Regions from separate parts of the Cricetulus griseus genome. Here region 2 is linked to region 1. A link is a contact called in public Hi-C data. All regions are on one chromosome and are shown on one strand. The core of a region is the stretch at or near the end of the contact, and the rest is flanking DNA. Distances in the headings are between cores, read along the strand shown. Region 1 overlaps Phf20 (PHD finger protein 20). Region 2 holds the start of Rbm39 (RNA-binding protein 39).

The links. Hi-C and Micro-C count contacts between places; a contact is called where the count stands out from the background.
Region 2: a contact with region 1 is called in a Hi-C map of the CHO-K1 cell line, with 4 times the contacts expected there. The contact joins the promoter of Rbm39 here to the enhancer-like site in region 1. A contact is called at or near these places in 5 of 8 Hi-C or Micro-C datasets (the CHL-YN cell line, the CHO-K1 cell line, the CHO-S cell line and 1 more).

The regions. Positions count from the first base shown.
Region 1 is chr6:23,317,450-23,322,964 of CriGri-PICRH-1.0, forward strand. Phf20 (PHD finger protein 20) reads right to left here. Exons shown (of 16, transcript XM_027421324.2): 7 at 5,132-5,311. Among named protein-coding and RNA genes, the nearest start is that of Scand1, 32 kb to the left of the region's middle. Within about 2 kb of position 2,817, at least 2 of the 6 cell types and tissues checked have open chromatin away from gene starts, as enhancers often do. A contact at or near this core is called in the CHO-K1 cell line and fibroblasts, where this site is marked.
Region 2 is chr6:23,401,228-23,406,742 of CriGri-PICRH-1.0, forward strand. Rbm39 (RNA-binding protein 39) reads left to right here and starts at 2,906. Exons shown (of 17, transcript XM_027421326.2): 1 at 2,906-3,216; 2 at 3,834-3,897. The coding sequence starts at 3,847. LOC118239063 (a long non-coding RNA gene) reads right to left here and starts at 2,775. Exons shown (of 3, transcript XR_004770504.1): 1 at 2,674-2,775; 2 at 1,364-1,603.

The DNA.
Region 1 (5,515 bases), core at 1,567-4,066:
TAAAATGTCATAATAATAAATTACAATGTCCATGAATTTATCAGTTAAATTATGGCAAATGTGGCCAAATATGGGAGACAGAGGCAGGTGGATCTCTGTGAGTGGAGACCAGCATGGTCTACAAGAGACAGTTCTGGGACAGTCTCCAAAGCCACAGAGAAATGCTGTCTCAAAACAAAACAAAACAAAACGAAATTATGGCAAATCTGCATTATCTACCCCTCCCTCCCTCCCTCCCTCCCTCCCTCCCTCCCTCCCTCAAAGACAGTCTTACTATGTTACCTTAGCTGTCTTGGAGCTCACTATGAGACCAGGCTGGCTTGAAACTCACAGATATCCTCCTGCCTCTGCTTCTCAAACACTGGGTATTAAAGGGGTGAACCACCATGTCAGATGTAACTTTTTCTTTATGAGACATAATCTCATGTATGCCAGACTGGCCAACTGGTCATGAACTTCTGATCCTTGTGCTTGGAATTGCAGCTGTGTACTCCCATATCTGGGTTATGTGGTGCTGAGTTTTGAGCCCAGGCTTCCTCCAAGCTAAGCAAGCATTCCACCAAATGAGCTACAGCCCAGGCCTGTATTGTGTAATCCTAACCAACCATTAAATAGAATAAATCAGGATGAGTAGAGCACTTGCATAGCATATGTGAGGCTGTAGTTCCATCCTCGGCAGTACAAAGTGTGCGTGCGTGCGTGCGTGCGTGCGTGCGTGCGTGTGTGTGTGTCCTAGGCACAGTGGTACAGGCCTGTAATGCTAGCACCTCAGAGTTAGAGGCAGCAGGATTGGGAGTCCATCCTCATGTACAAAGTGAGCTCAAAGCCAGGCTGCCAGGCTGGGCCACACAAGACTCCATCCAAAAAAAGAAAGACAAAGTAAAGGGCAAAGAATGAGGTAGGTCAGCATTTACTAACCTGTTTGACCTCAACATATACTGTTAGGTGACAATGGCAAGCTGCTACTACATACATGTGAATGACCCCACTCAAGCTTACAACTGAAAACAACAAATAATAAGAATACAACCAAAGAGCAAGGTGTAATGGGTCAAGCCTATAATTCCAGCACTCAGAGGCTAAGGCAGGAGGACTGCTGTGAGTTTAAGGACTACCTGGACTGCAGAGTAAGACCCTGTCTAAAATTAATTATTAAGGGTGGCAGAAGATCTAGCTCAGCTGACAGAAGGCCTGGCTGCTTTGTACAAAGCCTTAGCTCCAGCCCCCAACCCTGAATACACCAAGTTTGGTGGCCTACAATCCCAGCACTCTGGAAGTGGAGACAGGAGGATCAGGAGTTGAAGATGTCCTCACCTATCCAGCAAATTCCAGGCCAATCTAGGATACAAGGAACCCTGTCTCAAAATTAATTAATTTGGGCTAGGCATGGTGGCACACACCTTTAATCCTAGCATTTTAATCCCAAGAGGCAGAGGTAGGCGGATCTCTGAGTTGGAGGCCAGCCTGGTCTACCAACCAAGTTCTAGGATAGCTGAGGCCGTTACACAGAGAAACCCTGTCTCAAAAAACAGTGACTTGAGTGTAGTGACAGCTGCTTGCAATACCAGTACCTGGCAAACTGAAGAAAGCAGATGAACAGGGAGTATATATATATGGTGTGTGTGTGTGTGTGTGTGTGTGTGTGTGTGTGTGTGTGTGTGTGTGTGTGTGTGTGTGTGTGTGTGTGTGTGTGTGTGTGTGTGTGTGTGCGCGCGCGCGCCTGTTGAGAAACTCTAAAGCAACACTCCTTTAATGCCTGTACCACCTCCTGTCCTATCCGGCGTTGCTTCATCACGTTCCCCCACATAAGAGACAGTTACGGAAATTCTACCTACTAACTGTTGTTGTTGAGACAGAATTTCACTCTGTGTCCCATATCGGCCTTGAACAAACCTGTAGCCCAGGCTGACTTTGAACTAACTGGGTAGCCCAGGGTAGTCTCAAACTCACAGTGACCCTCCATCCTCAGCCTCACAAATGGGGGGATTACATGTGTGAGCCACCATGCTCCTCTTCTCTGTACTATATTTACAACATTTTCATGGGCCTGAGATAATTTCAAATTAGACTCACTTAACAATATACTCAGGGTTGAGGGTATAACTCAGGGGTATAACCCCTTACTTGATTTGCACAAAGCCCTGAGCTCAGTCTAGCACCGCAGGAGAAAAGAAGGCATAACCAGGCACGTAGCTCAGTAACAGACTATGTACTCAGTAGGGTGAATCTATGGTTCAGTCCTTATCACTAAGAAAAAAGATAATACATACATATATGTTCACATATGTACACATGTGTATGTGTGTGCTCAGGAAAAATATATAAGATAAGTATTTTGAGGGCCAACGAGACAGCTCAGTGAGTAAAGGTGCCTGCTGTCTATGTTGACTGTGTGATTTTGATTCCCAAAACCCACGTAAAAGGTAAAAGAGAGTGAGTGAGTCATAAAGATGTCTGTTGACCTCCATGCGCCTGGTCCCAGTGAACATTTCCCAGCTCTCCCACAGAATATCAATTTCTACACAAATATACACCAAGAGAAAGCACTAAACATCCATTCCATAAGATGGCAGTGTTGCCCCAGGTGCCTGGGCTGAGCTTTGGGAGGCCCAGCTGCCAGCCTTCTCTGACATGTTGTTTATGCCAGCTGCAACTGCTGCCTAGGAGTCTCTCACACAGACATGACTCCATCTAGGTTTGGGAACACCAAAGCTGCGGCGGTAACCTATAGAACAGTCACTACCCAGTAACTATGCTGCATCTAGCAGCCCCTGCTCCCTGTGGCTGTTCTGCTGACATCTCAGCCCGTTTCCTGTTCACTTATATAACACATTCCTGGAGCATGAGTCTTTAGTGGCCTTCCTCCCGGCAAGCTTTCTGTATCATCTGTATTTCCCACAGAGCCCTTGTTTCAAAACAAACCCCAGGAACACTATTCTGCTTCTAGGACAATTGTCTCCCTTTAGCTACAAAGGCTTAAGTCCTGATCATCTACTGCATGCTGCCTCTCATTCAGAGTGGACACAAGACTGTGACAAACAAGCACCTAGGAAACAGATGGGCCTGCACCTTACATTGTACAAAATCCCTCCAGGCAGCAATTGTGCTCTCCTCTCCTGTGTTCACAGATGTGACCCAGCAGCTCATCAGGTGGGATGGGGACACGGCAGGAGGGCAGGATTTGGGACCACACTAGCAATTCATAGAAGCAGAGAGTTTTGAATGAGTTGCTTCTTCTTGCAACTTATCGGGCTCCTTTGTCTACTATAAAGTTAGACTTAACTTCAAAGTCAAGAACTCCACAAATTCCTCAAAGCAAATGGCCTCAGATTGACAGCAATTTTCTGGTTAGGTCTTAACCTATTTTAGGAAGCCTGCAATTAAGTTAAGTTAAAAAGCACACACCTGATAGGCTCATGGGCCACACAGTGCTTTGCGCCCATCTTCAAATGACTACCTGGCACCTTCCAAGACCCTTCCTCCACTCCTGCCGAAATCGCACCTCTCTCCCGGAGGCAGTTAAGAACACTAAGCCCAAGAATGCCCATTCATCTTTGTAAAATGAACAGCCAGAACTCTTTGGCACACAGGAGGACTCAGAGAGGGAGTTCTGAGTTTAGTTCCTCCACAGCAGGCACACAGGGGTGCGGACATTCTATTCTCAGTATTTATTTTAAGGGCTTCTGGAGTTCACATCTTGATTATCCATTCTGTTAGACAAAAAAACACAGGAGGGCTTAAATTGATAAGCCCACTTGGTGATACAGTGGGCTATAGACACAACTTCCCAAAGTAGAATGATTACATATCTAAGACTAGTCTTAAGAAAACAGAACCAGGAGACTTATGCCTGCAATTCTAGCGCTCAGAGGCTGAGACAGAAGAATGGCTAGGAGTTTGGGGATAGCCTGGGCTACACAGTGAGTGCTAAGCCAACTTGGGCTACAAAGTGAGTCTCAAACAAACAAACAGCCTAAAGAACCTAAGTTTGTGAAAACTACAATTCTTTTAGGCATTATGGTAAATAGACCTACTTAAAACTGCAACACTTGTTGGCTTCTAATGCTCTGTGGCAAATGCCTTTCTGTTCACTTTATAATAAACCAGCAACCACCAAGACTATGGAGGTTAGAGCTACTGATCTAGAAACCACATGAATCTATGTTCTGTACATACAGAACATTCACAAGTAAGACAGTTTAGAATAAGGTCTGGAACTTACATGCATTTAACATCTACTGATTAAATGGGTAGATGTGCAACCATACATATACAAACACAAACACACACATACTGGGGGAAAAGATGACAGGGCTAAAACAACTATAAGATCCTAGAAAGCTAGGACAAATCTTTTAGAGACAAAACAATAGAGAAACTAACCAGGTTACCTCTTTGAAGTGATCAATAAAATTGATGATAGTCAAATTTACCACAAGAGAATATAGTAACAAAATCAGAAATGAATGGAGCATAGCATTAAATTAAAGAATTTTTCCAGGAATGGTGGCGTACATCTTTAATCTCAGCACTGGGAAGAGAGAGGTAGGAAGATCTCTGTGAGTTATAGGCCAGCCTGGTCTACATAGGGGACAGCCAGAGCTACATAGTGAGATTGTCTGAAACACACACACACACACACACACACACACACACACACACACACACACACTCACTCACTCACTCGGGCTTTTATTCCAGTATGTATGTATGTATGTATGTATGTATGTATGTATGTATGTATGTATGTATGTATGTATGTATCTTTTGAGATCGCCTCACTGTGAAACCTTGGCTAGCCTGGAGCCCTCTACTTAAATGAGGCTGGTCTTGAACATGTGACAATGCTTCTACTTCTGCTTCTCTAATGTGGAGATTATAGTATAGGTGTGAAGGCCTTAAAATATTACTAATGAGCTGGGTGGTGGCTGGGGTGCTCACCTTTAGTCCCAGCACTCAGGAGGCAGAGGCAGGCCTCGCCTACAGAGCAAGTTCCAGGATAGCCAGGGCTACACGGAGAAACCCTGTCTCAGAAAACAAACAAACAAACACACACCTTATAGTTTAAGTAAAAGAGTAAGTATACACATATACAAAAGTATACACAATTAAGTTCATTCTAAACACACACCTTCAACAGTCGAAACCTCCTGCGCCTCAGCAAGAGGAGACACCGGTTCAGTTTTCATAGTGTTTTCTCCCATTGACTTGCAGTTCAACTCCAAGCCTGCAGCTCCCAGTCCATCCCCAGAGGAGTGGCAAGTTAATACAGATGAGACCTGGCCAGCTTCCAATGGAGAGTTCAACTGACCTAGAGGAAGAAATAAAGAGTGCTTGGGAAATATATATGTAAACAATCAAGAAATAAAGAGTTCCAAAACACACTAGGAAGCCTGAGACGCCTTAGAAGACAATATGTGAGGCCACTCTTCAGGGGCTGGAGGGATGGTTCAGAGTCAGACCACACACGACTCAAGTGCACATCCCAGCAGCACGTTAGGCAGTTCAAAACCAC
Region 2 (5,515 bases), core at 1,656-4,155, 84 kb after region 1:
TTCTTCCTCCTTTTTTCTTTATTTTTGTTAACTATTAACAAATGTTTAATCTAGTTTGTAAGATTCTCTGAAAATATCTGGGAAAGTAATACAGCCACACTTCAAGGCCAATATACTTAGGCCTTAAGCATGGTTCATTGCTATTTTAGCATCATTTGAAAATTGTATGTAAAAGGAATATTGTTTCTATGTCAGCAACCTTCAAATGTTGCTAACTGTGGTGGAATTCTTGATTATAAGCTAGCAAGAAGTATTAACCAATGACAAGAGACAATTTAAAAGGTTCCTTGTGTCCATTGATTTCTAAAGAATTGCTACTCTAGCAGCTAAGCCATATAAACACAAGTATTCCCTCCAGGTCATAAAACATCTGGCCCATGGGCAGGGTGGTGCATTCCTTTAAAGCCAGCTCTAGGAGGAAGAGGCAGGTGGATCTATGTGATTTCAAGGACAGCCTGGTCTACAGAATGAGTTCCAGGAAAGGCTCCAAAGCTACACAGAGAAACCCTATTTTGAAAAACAAAACAGGCCGGGCAGTGGTGGCGCACGCCTTTAATCCCAGCACTCGGGAGGCAGAGGCAGGTAGATCTCTGTGAGTTCGAGACCAGCTTGATCTACAAGAGCTAGTTCCAGGACAGCCTCTGAAGCCACAGAGAAACCTTGTCTCGAAAAACCAAACAAAACAAAACAAAACAAAAAAAAAACAAATGAAAACAAGAAAATATACTTCTGCCTGAAAGTTGAAAGTAGAAAAGTATTTAAAGTGTACTGTAGATTAAACCATAGCATATACAGATCCAGCATACTTATTATTTATTTGAGACAGGATTTCTCTGTGGCTTTGGAGGCTGTCCTGGAACTATCTCTGTAGACCAGGCTGGCTTTGAACTTACAGAGATCTGCCTCGGGAATAGGGGTGTACTGCTGGGATTAAAGGTGTGCGCCTCCACCACTGGGCTAGAGATCCTCTCAAACTCTAGTTTGTATATGAAGTCTGGGAATCAAAACCCAGTCCCCTGCAAGAGCAGTCAGTGACCTTAACTACCTTCTCTCCAGCTCCCCTTTTGTCCTTTTCATAGGCTTTCACTAGGTGTCACAGGTTGTCCTTGATTTGTCATCCCAGGACAGGATTGTTAAGGACAGCTCTAAAGAGAACAGAGGGCAAGACCATCCTCATTCATGGTAAGGGCCACCTCTGTCTGCCTCCACCCCATGGTCAAAATGCCTGCAGGAAGGACTAGGGCCCCTTACTGGGTGGGAAGTTGGGAAGTGTAGGTTTTCAGTTGGAGCTATCCCGGATCTTAGGCAGTCTATAAAGTCTGAGAGAGAAAGCAAGTCTCCCCCCAACCTCCCATCCCCTCACCTGCCCCTCCTCTTCTTCCAGACAAGGTTTCTCTTTGTAGTTCTGGCTGTCAGGGTACTTGCTTTGTAGACCAGGCTGGACTCAGACTCACAGAGGTCTGCCTGCCTCTGCCTCCTGAGTGTTGAGTCTCTTTATGGTTACATGTCCTCTAGGTCTTGTTTGTAGTTCTGGCTGGCCTGGAGCTCCCCACAGTAGGCTGATCTCATGTTCACAAAGAGGCCCCTGCCTGTTTTCTGAGTGCTGGAATTACAGACATGCTCCATCAGGCATGCTAGGTAAGCAATATGCCAACAGAGCTGCATTGTCAGCCCTAGAAGTTTTCAATGATGAAAATATTATTTTTCCAGCATTTCAGTCATCATGTCGCTTATTCCTCACCCCTTCTCCTAATGAGCCTTCATTCGTTTCATGGAGTTCACCTGGATAGACATTCCCTGCTAAACCTGGAATTCATTCCATCAACATTTGCAGCCTTGGTGGTCAGTGTCAAGCTTTCCCTTGCTACTAATTACAATATTCTCCCTCCTTCTTTATGAGGAGGAAGTGAAATATACGCCCCGAGAGCTTAATTGACTCGCCCAAGGTCACACAGCGTTGCAGAAGCTACACACCAATCAAGGTGTTCACACTGTGACTCTTTTAGACCCTCAAGCTGCTGACAGGGTTCAAAATTGGTTTCACATTTTATTTTTAAACGTTTGCTTTCCTATGAAAGGGGGAAACAAAAGTTACAATGACCTCGCAGCTTTTCCTCTGCGACAGTATTAACGCCCCCCCCCCGCAAAAAAAAACTCCAGGAAAAAACAGATTAAAAAAGCGGTAAATTTACACGTGGACAGCCAAAATCCAAGAAAGCCTCAATCCTGACGCACAGCCCACTGAACTCAGGGTGTACAAGGCCGCCCGCGGTGAGGGAACCGGAGAGGAGGGAAGAAGCACTTCTTCCCTCCCCGCCCGCCCTCGTCAGGGTCCCGGTGTTTTCCGTGGCTTCAGCACGGCGGTCGCCTCTCAGCGGCGACACCAGAGGACAGGGACACGGAAGTCTTTATTCCCCACTCGGGCGCAGCCTGCGCGCGTCCTCACGAACGCTCACCCCGCGGCCCTACGTTCTGTCATAGGCGCCTCATGGCGACCTTGACGGCCACCTGGGTGGAGGCGGGGGCGGGGGGGGTGGGCGTCCACACCCGCGAGGAGGCGACACCGGCGGGTGACAGCGAAGCAAGCAAGGCATTCTCCCCGAGATTGACGGCCGGAGCCCCAACTGCCTCCGCCCTACCGACGGCGTAGCATCGCGAGATTCCGACGCATACCTGGTGTGGGAGTCCGAGAGGCCTTCCCGAGCGGGAGGGGGAGGGGAAATGGGCTCGTCTGTGGCGCAATCATTGCACGAGATTGGGCGACCGTCGCCGGGGTGGTGGGGGGGTGGGGGTGGTGTGTCGGCCGTCCCGAGATCTCGCGATATTTCGTCCCCCCTCCCCTGCAGTCTGGAACGCCGGGCAGTTTCTCGCGAGAGCCCGTGCTGAGGCTCCGGGAGACCCCGGGTGTTTGTGTGTGTGTATGTGTGTTGGTGAATGTGAGTACGGAGGAGCAGCGGCCGCCATTTCAGGGAGCCAGCCGACGGACGCTGTCGCAGGGGTGGATCCCGAGCTGCCGAAGCCGCTGCCCTGCTCTCCCGCGCGGGCTCCTTTAATCCCATTGTTTCTTTTAGATTCGCTTGGGCCTAGACGCCCTCGGGGCCCGATATTCGGGTTGGGCGGTACCGCGGCCTGGGCCTAGGGGCTTAACAGTAGCGGCGGCGGCGGCGGCGGCGGCGGCCTCCCGAACCGAGCACAGGCGCGCGGAAGCCCGCACAGGTACGCGGCGTGGCGCCGCCCGCGGCCGCCCTCGTCCTGTCGCTGCGGGGCGGCGTTTCGCGGCGCGCGGCCGGGGCTGGTGGGCGAGGGCAGGCGGGGAGGGCAGGCGGGCGGGCGGCGGGCTCGTGTCCGCCGCTGGGCTTCGGGTGGCGGCCAGGGCACCGCGGGCGGACGGGTCTGCCCTTCGCAGGCCGGGGCTGGTCGCGACCTCCAACATGGCGCCTGCCGAACGCCGCCTCGGTACACAACCCCTCCCCGCGGAGGGCGCTCCCCGCCGCTAAGATGGCAGCGCGGGTTTTGTGCGGAAGGAAGCCCCGGGTGCGCTCCGTACGCCGCTGCGGTCGGGCCTCGGGGGCCCAGGGGCCGCCCTGCGCGATGAGACGCGGGGCTCGGCCCGTGCGTTTGCTGGAAGGAGGAGCCCTTCGCGTTTGCTCGCCCACGTCAAGCCTCTGGTTGTTGACGTGCGTCGCGCAGTTTTAGTCGTTGTCGGGCTTTTTTTTTAAACTAAGGACTTTTCTCAAAAATCTGAATTTTTTTTTTTTTTAGGCCGAGGAGTCGAGTGTTTTTAGACGAATTAGTCGTTGTTTACTTAACAGGACTGTCTTGTTCTTCCCTAGGCGTGTAGAGAAAATGGCAGACGATATTGATATTGAGGCGATGCTTGAGGCCCCTTACAAGAAGGTGAGAAAAACATGCCAGTGAGCTTTAATATGTTTCTTAATTTAGCATTATTCACGAAACTACTGCTGAAATGTAAACTAACCTTCCCGGAGCCCTCTTGATTATCTTATCAGAGATGCATTACGTGTAACTTACAAAAGTAAATATATGCTATTGATGTAATAATATTGTGCAGTAGTTTCACTTCAGCGTGATGAATAAATGCCCATCTATCTCTCTTTGTAGACTTGCCTAACGATATCTCACCTCTACTCCCATGAATTCACCTTTGATTCCAGTGTGAACTGTCAATCATAAGGTAGTAATTGAGTGACTTATCGCTGTACCGTGGTCCCCTAGGTAAAATGACTCAACTAAGAATTACCAGCTCCAGTTTGGTATAGCAAAAAAGGTGAATGTAGTGGTTTGGGAAAATAGCAGGGGTCCAAGAATAAATCATAACCAGTCTGTGGCAAGTAAATCTTACGAGTCTTTAAAGAAGAAATGGGTGAGATTTAAAATTTATTTTATATAAATAGATACAAGGCTGGCGATAGTAACCTTAAAACAGGCAGGTGCTGATCTGCTTTTCAGTTAATAATTACTGAAATTCTTGGATCCCTGAATAGACATTAGCAGAAACCAAAACAAAACAATATAAAACCACCAAAACAAAAGGCAAGAGGCAATGTCACAAATTAGAGTCACTTGATGACTGTTTTACTGTTCTCCATAGTATTTTGTTTTTAATTAGGCCCTGCCGAAGTATTTCACACTAAAAACTACAAAGGAGTTATTTTGATTAGTAATACAATATGACCCGTTTCAGTATCAGAGTAAAAGTAAACACTCTTCCTTCTTCCCCCACTTGGTGGTGAAAATAGCAGTATGCATGCATTATCACTGGTGTCACAAACCTTAGCCTCTGTAACTTAGCAGATATACTACGTAGCTGATGTGTTCAAACTTTGAAATAAACATTGCGCTTAAACCATTTAAAATAATACATTTGTTTTGGAGTGTAGCACGACCATGTGGTTCCTTTTGGATGAATTCTGATAGTTATAAAATAGTATAATTTATAATGCTAGACTCTTGAAGACGTGTTTGCTGTTTTTAATGTTTCTTGTCTTAGTTTAACGTGGATGTAATTCCATGTAAACAGGTATGGAAGTAGGAAATGTTTAGGCTGGACTGGTGAATTATTAATTAACTTTTCTTGGGTTCTTGGGAGTCAACATTACTAAAGCAGTGTGAATCCCTGTTTGCTTCAGGGCGAGATGTGTGACAGAGGTGGCATCAAGCTCTTACAGTCCCAACCCTCCAGCGGAAATGGGCGAAGATCTCAGGAATGGCATCGGTCACAGGAAATCGATAGTGGCTGGCTGCTAGCATGGCCACTTGGGGCTTAGGCAGAAATAGAGCCATGGTACCGACAAAAGGGACAATAGCACATGGAATAAAACTCAGTGACTTCATGTTTCATAAAAATAATAACCACTTCAACGTTTTGTAACTCTGGTTAACTTATTTATTATCTAAACAATGTAAGAAAGTAAAATATAACATGTTAATGTGGAAAGATTTTAATTTTTTGTTTCTTGATGACTTAATTATTAGCAACAAAGTGGTTAAACAT